2 separate regions of the Sus scrofa genome follow, and region 1 is linked to region 2. The links are chromatin contacts, called in public HiChIP or PLAC-seq maps. All regions are on one chromosome and are shown on one strand. Each heading gives the region's core, a stretch centred on a gene start, on an enhancer-like site or on the middle of the called end of the contact. The rest is flanking DNA. Distances are from core to core; before and after follow the strand shown. Region 1 holds the start of BOLL (protein boule-like). Region 2 holds the start of HSPD1 (heat shock protein family D (Hsp60) member 1).

Region 1 (4,539 bases), core at 1,776-4,275, 230 kb before region 2:
TGACAAGGGATTAATCTCCAAAATTTATAAACAACTCCTACTGCTCAATACCAAAAAAAAAACAAACAACCCCATCAAAACAGACAGTTCTCCAAAGAAGCCATACAGATGGCCAAAAAACACATGAAAAGATGTTTGACATCACTCATTATTACAGAATTGCAAATTAAAACCACTATGAGGTACCACCTTATACCAGCCAGAATGGCCATCATCAGACAGTCTACAGACAAAGTGCTGGAGAGGGTGTGGAGAAAAAGGAACCCTATGACACTGTTGGTGGGATTGTAAACTGGTGCAACCACTGTGGAAAACAGTATGGAGATGCCTCAGAAAACTAAACATAGAACTACCATTTGATCCAGCAATCCCACTCCTGGGCATCTATCCAGAGAAAACCATGACTCACAAAGACACATGTACTCCAATGTTCATTGCAGCACTATTCACAATAGCCAAGACATGGAAACAACCTAAATGTCCATCGACAGAAGAGTGGATCAAGAAGATGTGGTACAAATACACAATGGAATATTACACAGCCATTAAAAGAAACAAAATACTGGCATTTTTAGCAACATGGATGGACCTAGAAATTATCAGGCTAAGTGAAGTCAGCCATACAATGAGACACCAATATCAAATGCTATCACTGACATATGGAATCTGAAAAAAGAACATGATGAACTTCTTTGCAGAACAGATACTGACTCGCAGATTTTGAAAAACTTATGGTTTCCAAAGGAGATGGTTTGGGGGGTGGATGCGCTGGGGGTGTGGGATGGAAATCCTATAAAATTGGATTGTGATAATCATCGTACAACTGTAAATGTAATAAATTCATTGAGTAATAAATAAAATAAAACAAACACAAAATGGCTTAAAGACTTACATTTCTAAGACATGATACAATATCTAAGACATGAGATATATATATAAGACATGACACCATACTCCTAGAAGAGAACATTGGTAAAACATTCTTTGATATAAATCATACCAATGTCTCCCAAGGCAAAAGAAATAAAATTAAAAAGAAACAAATTAAATGTAAAACTTTTGTACTACAACGGAAACCATAAACAAACCTCAATAACAAAAAAGACTACCTATGTACTGGAAGAAAACACACTCAAATGATGTGACCAACAAGGGCTTAATTTCCAAAATATACAAACAGCTCATACACTCAACAACAAAAAAAATAAAAACCCAATCAAAAAATGATCCGAAGACCTAAACAGACATTTCTCCAGAGAAAATATACAAGCAGCCAAGAGGTACAACATGCTCAACATTGCTAACTATTAGAGAAATGCAAATCAAAACTATGATAAGTTCCCATCATGGCACAGCAGAAGTTAATCCAGCTAGGAACCATGAGGTTGTGGGTTCGATCCCTGGCCTCACTCAGTGGGTTAAAAATCCAGCATTGCCGTGAGCTGTGGTGTAGGTTGCAGACTTGGCTTGGATCCCAAGTTACTGTGGCTCTGGCATAGGCCAGAGGCTATAGCTTCGATCTGACCCCTAGCCTGGGAACCTCCATATGCCACAGAAGCAGCCCAAGAAATGGCAAAAAAGACCCAAAAAAAAAAAAAATAGTCTCTTCTCCCCTTCTAAATTGAAAACAAGGACAGAGGTTTGATCTTGTGCATCTTTTTATGTCTCACAGTATGATGTATTGGACAAAATAGGAACTCTATAACCATGTACTAAGTACTAATCTTACATGATGTATCTAAATTTTAAAATTTTTTTAAATTGCTTTAAGGATTAAGAGTTAAAAGCAGAAAAGAAAATTATCAAACTGCAAATACAGTGTATCATCCTAACACCTTGAATTAGTGTTCCTTCCCTCAGTTGTTGATCAACTTGCGTGTCACAGACTGAACACCTACTATGGTGAATACAGTCTTCAAAAATAAGTGTTTTCAGGCAAAAAAGATTGGGCAAAAGAGACTGTAGTAATATCTACCTAAATCCATCATTACTGCTATAAAAAAAAAATGCCCAAAGAAGATAATGTCTAATGGCACTGAACAGCAAAGTTATTCTCCTCTGGAATATGAATTTTACTTTTAATAGGTTTGTAGTCTCCGTTTCCCACAGATACTGAGAAAATAAGCTTAAATTGTATGCACAAACATATAAAGACTTTTAGGATGCTTTAACTGACCTCCATTCAGTGAAAAAAAAAATATTTCCCATTTTTGGCAAATAATATGAAGAGCTAATGTTTGAACAGAGTAAAAATTAAATACATAACAAATTTAACTCTATATCCTAAAAGTAAAATAACCCAAAGTCAAACTTTTATAATAGAGAATACAAAAGTTATTACTGATGTAATTTTTGACAGGTGTTGCTCCTAATTCTTTAAAATTTTATGTCAAAATGGTTAACATCATGACCTGCTGTCAGAAAGACCCCGGTTAAATCTATAGCTTTAGACCTTGATCAAATTACTTAACCTCCAAATCTCCATTTGCTCACCTGTAACATGATGAATACAGGAGTATCTATTGGAAGGGTTTCTGTGAAAATAAAATGATTAAATGATACTGATTGTAAAGCACTGCGGCTGGCACAAAGCGAGCCCTTGATAAGCTATAATCATCATCGTTACAGAAGTTTATCTAGTTTCTCTTAGAACTTGGTTATACGGGTTACATATATATATATATATATACATATATATATATACTATACTGGCGATATAGGTATATAAGAGGCAGCTAGCTTTTAGAAATAATTTTTACAAAACAGTCTTATTTCAAAGGAAATCCCAGGGCGGCTAGAGCCACTCCAGCCAAGTGGCACAGTCCTCACCCCTCGGGCGCGCGGGTGGCTCCCTCACCGGCCGGCTCCAGAGGCTGAGCGGAGGTCCCGCGGTGCTCAGCCGGCGCGGGCCTGGGGCGGGCGCCGGAGCCTGGACACGGCTGCGGCAGCGAGTCTCGGCCAAGCCGCCCGCGCAGCCCCGCCCGCTCAGCGAGGATGAGTGACGGCGACAACAGGTGCAGAGCGGCGTCCGCGGCTTCTCCGGAGCCCCCGAGTTTGGCGCGTCAGGCCCAGGGGGTCAGACTTTGACTCGGCAAACTGGCCTCCTCGCCCCTCACCAGCCTTCTTCCGAAATCGCCCCTCAGCCGGCTTCTCGCACTTTAGTAAAGCCTGAGGTCACCTCCGCCTCTCTCACCAGTCCCAGACGCCAACTTTCCTCCAAAGGAGAGGAGAGGGAAAGGCGTTCGGTGCATGGAGCTTTGCATAACCGTTCGCTTTCTCCTCCCCAGCCGTCCGAAAGCAGGCAAGCGTGGCTCCAGAACCGAGCTCTCGGTCCGCACACCCCACTCCCGTCCCGACGTGCCGCACGCTCTGCAGCTGAGACGGCCCAGCTCAGCGAGCACCAGCCACAGCCGAAACTCACCCGCCCGCACCCCTCCCCGGCTTACTGCGCCCGCCCGCACCGCTGTCCGCCGCCCAAGGCGAGGTCGCCTGCCTCCCGCCCCCACCCCCCGCCCGACCCCAACCACCCCCGCCCCCCCACCCCGGGTGGCAGGTTCAGGCCCTGGGTCCGAGCCTGAGTCGCTGCAGCTGCCACCGCCGCCGTCGCCGCCAGGGGGAGAGAGTCTCCGTCGGGAAACGGGGGGCTGCTTCTGGGTGTGAAGGTGCTTTCAAACTTTACGGTTTTGTTCCTCTCACCCGGCTTTTGAAGAGCGGAGAAAAAGATGGAGACCGAGTCGGGGTCGGTGAGTACAGTGATCAGGGCCTAGGGTGCTGTGCCCCAGGGTGCGGGGGAGAAAAAGCAACGTGGACTCCGTCCGTGAGGGGCTGGAAGAGCAAGTCTACAGCCCACTAGTTCATCGGGAAGAAACGTGAACAGGGAGCCCCATCGACTTCCACCAAGAGCAACCCGCCTGTAGGCCTGTGGGGTTGTGTCCTGGGGTTGGCAGGGTGTGGCCAAAGGACCTGGACAGGTGTGGACGGGCTGAGGGACCTCAGAAACGGCCAGGAGGTTTGGGGAGGCGGTGGGTGGCTAGGCCCCGTGCACCAGATGGGGTCCAGGCTAGAGAAACAGTTTTCCCGCCGAAACTTGACTAGGCTGAGTCTTCAGTGCTCACTCGAGCGGTACTCCACCCAGCAGCCCATGGGAGGAGTTGCTGGGGCGACTGACGCCTCCACTCCCGGAATGGTCAGCGGAGACCAGAAGGCCTGAGAGACCTGAGGGGGACCGGGTAGGGAGGACCTGTACTCAGGTGGGACCCAGACACTGTAGCACCGGGTGCGCGCCCAAGCTGGTCAGGCCTAGCGGGGGAGGGGCGGGAGACCGAGTAGGCCCGAGACGCTGTGGCAACGTGCCGCCGCGCCCCGCCCCGCGACCCGCCGACAGCCAATCAGCGCGCTCCACGCCAGGGCCGCGGGGCCTGATGCACACGAGGCCGGCGTCAGGCTCGGTGCCGTTGAGGGTTCCCGAGGGTTCCCGCCACTGCTGCTGGCGGATTTGCTGGGCAAAATTTCTCGCTGGCTAGCTTTCTTTTCCCTCCC
Region 2 (4,082 bases), core at 232-2,731:
CAAGTCCGAAAGAGCCCCCACAGGTTATCTTTACCCATAACTATGCCTATTGATTTTAACAAGCTGGAACTCTCCCTTCATCACATAAAATAAGCGATTTTACTTCATACACCCACTAAATAATAATCATTAAAATAAATTATCTAAAAAGGACTCCTCCTCTACATTTTACATAAAAATTAGTTCCATTTTAGTCCCCGTTTACCTTTCCTTTAGAGCCTGATCCAACAGCTACTACGGTTGCTTGCAATACTTTTCCTTGAGATTTTTCTGGAAGCATAATGCCTCCTTTGGTTACCGTTTCAGCTGCACTTCTTTCAACTAATACTCGATCAAAGAGAGGAAGAAACTTTCTAAATGCTTGTCCTGCCTGCAGAAAAAAAAAATATTAGACAATGCCAACATTGAGTCTATTAACTCAAAGTAAATACTTCTGAATCTTCAGCTCTGCGTTCTGAGTTTAACTTCCCATTCCCTGGGTCTGTCAGGGTCGTCGTAGCACCTCTGGTCAATATCCAGAGGAACTTAAGGGCAACTTCAGATTACTCCAAGGTCAAGTATCCTCCGTCCTCGGATTTTTCTGGAAACTGCCGGCAAACATTTTAGTCCCTTTGTCTGAAGACATTCTTTTTCCACGACAATTACACACCCACTAATGCCGCGCAGAAGTGGATCGGCCGCCGCCGCGTGTGCATCCGGATTCCCGCCCCCTGACCACACGCTGTCTCACACGCGCGTGCAAATAACCCAAAGCATAGGGAAAAGGTCGGTGGGGCCTCGCTTCTCCAGGATTCGGGTGGGGACCGGTCCCTGACTGACCCCTACCCTGCCTGCTAGGCCCCAAAGAAATAGTCCGTGCGCCCCAGGCTCACGGGTCCCCAGCCACGCGGGACTCACCATGACCCCGGCCACCGCAACTGCTAGCCTGCTCTCAAGCCGCCGCAAGGAAAGACCTGCAGTACTGCCCTCCGTCCACGTGAACTCGGGAAAAGGCCGCCGAGCGCGCAGGCGCGCTCGCCCCCGCCCCCAGCCCCTCCCCGCTAGAGGGGGCGGCCGCACCCGCGCGCGCCGCGATTCGTCTCTTGGGATCTGCGCAGGTCACTGACGCGCGGACCCGGAGGCGGAAGAAAAGACGAGCTTTTTCTAGGCTTTTCTAGGCCGCCGGGCGAGGTGAAAATACTAGCCCTTTGCCCCCCTCCCGGAAATGACGCGCTGTGACCCTTGACCCACACAGAGCGCGGCCCTCCCCGGAAAGTTCTGGAACGGCGCGCAGCCCGGGAACTAGCCTAACTCGGCCAGGGAGGGCTGAGTCCGCCGGCCTGGACTAGCGCGGGCGGGGAGGGGCGGGACTGGTGCCAGGCGCGTGCAGATTGCAGGGCCCGAGCGGACGGGAAGAGGGCGGGAGCCGCCCGCACGCGCTCTGCGGAGGGGCGGGGGGAACGGCGGAGGGAGGAGACACGGGCTCTTTGCTGTGTGCGCCTTGCACTCTGTCCCTCACTCGCCGCCGACGGTCCGTCTCGCTGCCCGCACGCCGTGCCGCTGCCCCGCAGGTACGCGGCGTCCCGCGCCGCCTCAACTCATGCGCCTCGGACCCCGGAGCCGTCCTTCGACTGCTGCCCCGAGAGGGCTGGCGGCAAGAGCCAGAGCTTCCCCACACGGCGCTGCAGGCCCAGGCCCGCTGCGCCAGGCCTCGTGGGTCCTTGCGGGGGCCCATCACGTGCGGTGTGGATAGCTCGCCCGGGCAGGACGCAGCAGGGAGGGCTTGTCCCGGAGTTAGTGTGTAATCTGTGGAGTGTTATGCACATGGTTCCTCCGGTGCAATCCGCTTCTGGCCGGGTGTGGGGGTTCCCTGGAGGGTGGTCGCAGCCCATGGCAACGGCCTGTGACCCTGCGGCCAGCTGGGGTGCCGCGCCTCCAACTTTGACCTTGCTGGGGCGTCCTGATGGAAAGACACGTGGGGCCACGCGGAGTGGGCCGGGCCGCCGCCCCCAGTTTCGCGGCTTTGCCTGCTGCAATGATACAGTAGCCCCGAGTGGATACATGAAGAACCATTTTAATAAGGATATTTGCACTGTCAGTATTTTTTACTTCCCTGGTCATTCGTTTTTCGGGAGACGATCGGCGCGGTTTTGCTCTCAAGGCCACTTTAGCGGTGAAAGATTAACTCGTTTTTCAGCGTCAAGAGTTGGTGGCCATGGGGAAGATGGATGTGCTTTTTGCTAGTGCTGTAGGTCAAGGCTTGGGGCGGCCTCTTAAAGCTTGCGCCAGTAGCGGGTGTTCTGAGGCTGTGGTGTGTTCCCAAGCCCTGGTGTCTAGGCTGGTAGAGGTGAGGTCAGCTCAGCTCACTTCTGGCATTTATTCTGTTTCACGAGGGTCATGTTTGTGTTGTAACACACCACGGGTAGTGCTAATATTGTACTGACGATCTACTTGTTTCTCCCCCAGAAATGCTTCGATTACCCGCAGTCCTTCGTCAGATTAGGCCGGTGTCCAGGGCACTGGCTCCTCATCTCACTCGGGCTTATGCCAAAGATGTAAAATTTGGTGCAGATGCTCGAGCCTTAATGCTTCAAGGTGTAGATCTTTTAGCGGATGCTGTAGCCGTTACTATGGGGCCAAAGGTACCAGTATTCTTATTTTGTTAACTTACAGTATTGTTAAGGAATCCTGTTTTGCTGATGGCAAGAGCCACGCCAAGATACTCAACAGTGCTTTGGTATCCAAAACTACTGCTGCCACATTTGCCAAACTATTTTGTACAAGGTGTGATGTAATCGGATGGTAACTTGTAGCTCAAGATGGATTGTTAAACTCAAGGTGGAATGAATCTCACTTTCTTGCTTGAGTTAAATTTTGGATCCTTTCTCAGTAGTTAGTACCAAGTATACAGGGAAAAATGTTAGTCCACAATGCCTTAAGTATGTGCTTGTAGCTACTAGTTTTACTTGATGTTTTTATGCTATCCCTTCTGTTCCAAAGCACATTTAAAATTTTAAGTCTAGTTTAACAAGTGATTGATGAGTGAGGGGGTAATGAGTAATTTCAAAAAAGATTTTTTTTTTTCTTTTTTTGGTCTTTTTAGGGCCAAACCCTCGACATGTGGAATTTCCCAGGCTAGGGGGTCAAATTGGAGCTGCATCTGCAACCTACACCACACCTTTGGGCAACGCCAGATCCTTAACCCACTGAGTGAGGCAAGGGATCGAACCTGGGTTCTCATGGATACTGGTTGGGTTCGTTAGCACTGAGCCACCAAGGGAACCCCTGAAAAAGCCTTTTTGAGGATCCTTCAAGGTAGAGTGATGCTTCAAAAGTAAGTTTTCACATTACTGTTGTAGGTAGTAGGCACTGGACTAAACTTGAGTTTAAATTATGTGAAGATTTTTCTATAATTTCATTATCTGCCAATTGGTATTGGTTTATCTTGTTTTCTTTTTATAAAATGATATCTTTTTTTTCTTTCAATTTTATCTCCTGTAACATCTAATCCAAGGTTTTGCACTTCAAAACAGAGGTCATTTTATCTGTAAACTAAGAACGATGATAAACTTGCTCTTAAGGTTCATGATGTAGATCTGATAAATGTCAGGTGTTGCATTGAGGCTTTCAAGTAATTGTCTATTATAAGAACTGCTTTTATGTACTTAAGAGTGTGAATCTGTCACATTTTTTTTTTTCTCTACAATTACAGGGAAGGACGGTGATAATTGAACAGAGTTGGGGCAGTCCCAAAGTGACAAAAGATGGTGTGACTGTTGCAAAGTCCATTGACTTAAAAGATAAATATAAAAATATTGGCGCTAAACTTGTGCAAGATGTTGCCAATAACACAAACGAAGAGGCTGGGGATGGCACCACTACTGCTACTGTATTGGCACGCTCTATTGCCAAGGAAGGCTTCGAGAAGATTAGCAAAGGTGCTAATCCAGTGGAAATCAGGAGAGGTAGGGAATGTCTGTTATTACCACAGTGTTTTGAACTGTCCGTTGAATTAGAAAGTTTATTCTTATTTTTCCTCTCACCTGAAAATTCATTTAAAAACCTTAAAAAAATCACCGAGTAGTGATCAAATTCCTTTGTGG

What was found. HiChIP or PLAC-seq counts read pairs in DNA pulled down with a chosen protein or histone mark.
Region 1: a contact with region 2 is called in an H3K27ac HiChIP or PLAC-seq map of skeletal muscle. The contact joins the promoter of BOLL here to the promoter of HSPD1 in region 2. A contact is called at or near these places in 1 of 47 Hi-C or Micro-C datasets (embryonic fibroblasts) and 2 of 2 datasets of contacts at active chromatin or transcription factors (alveolar macrophages and skeletal muscle).

The regions. Positions count from the first base shown.
Region 1 is chr15:101,600,718-101,605,256 of Sscrofa11.1, reverse strand. BOLL (protein boule-like) reads left to right here and starts at 3,025. Exons shown (of 11, transcript XM_021075731.1): 1 at 3,025-3,743. The coding sequence starts at 3,723. It also overlaps a transcript of PLCL1 not described here.
Region 2 is chr15:101,370,897-101,374,978 of Sscrofa11.1, reverse strand. HSPD1 (heat shock protein family D (Hsp60) member 1) reads left to right here and starts at 1,481. Exons shown (of 12, transcript NM_001254716.1): 1 at 1,481-1,550; 2 at 2,446-2,621; 3 at 3,692-3,944. The coding sequence starts at 2,448. HSPE1 (heat shock protein family E (Hsp10) member 1) reads right to left here and starts at 960. Exons shown (of 4, transcript NM_214307.1): 1 at 898-960; 2 at 206-370. The coding sequence starts at 900.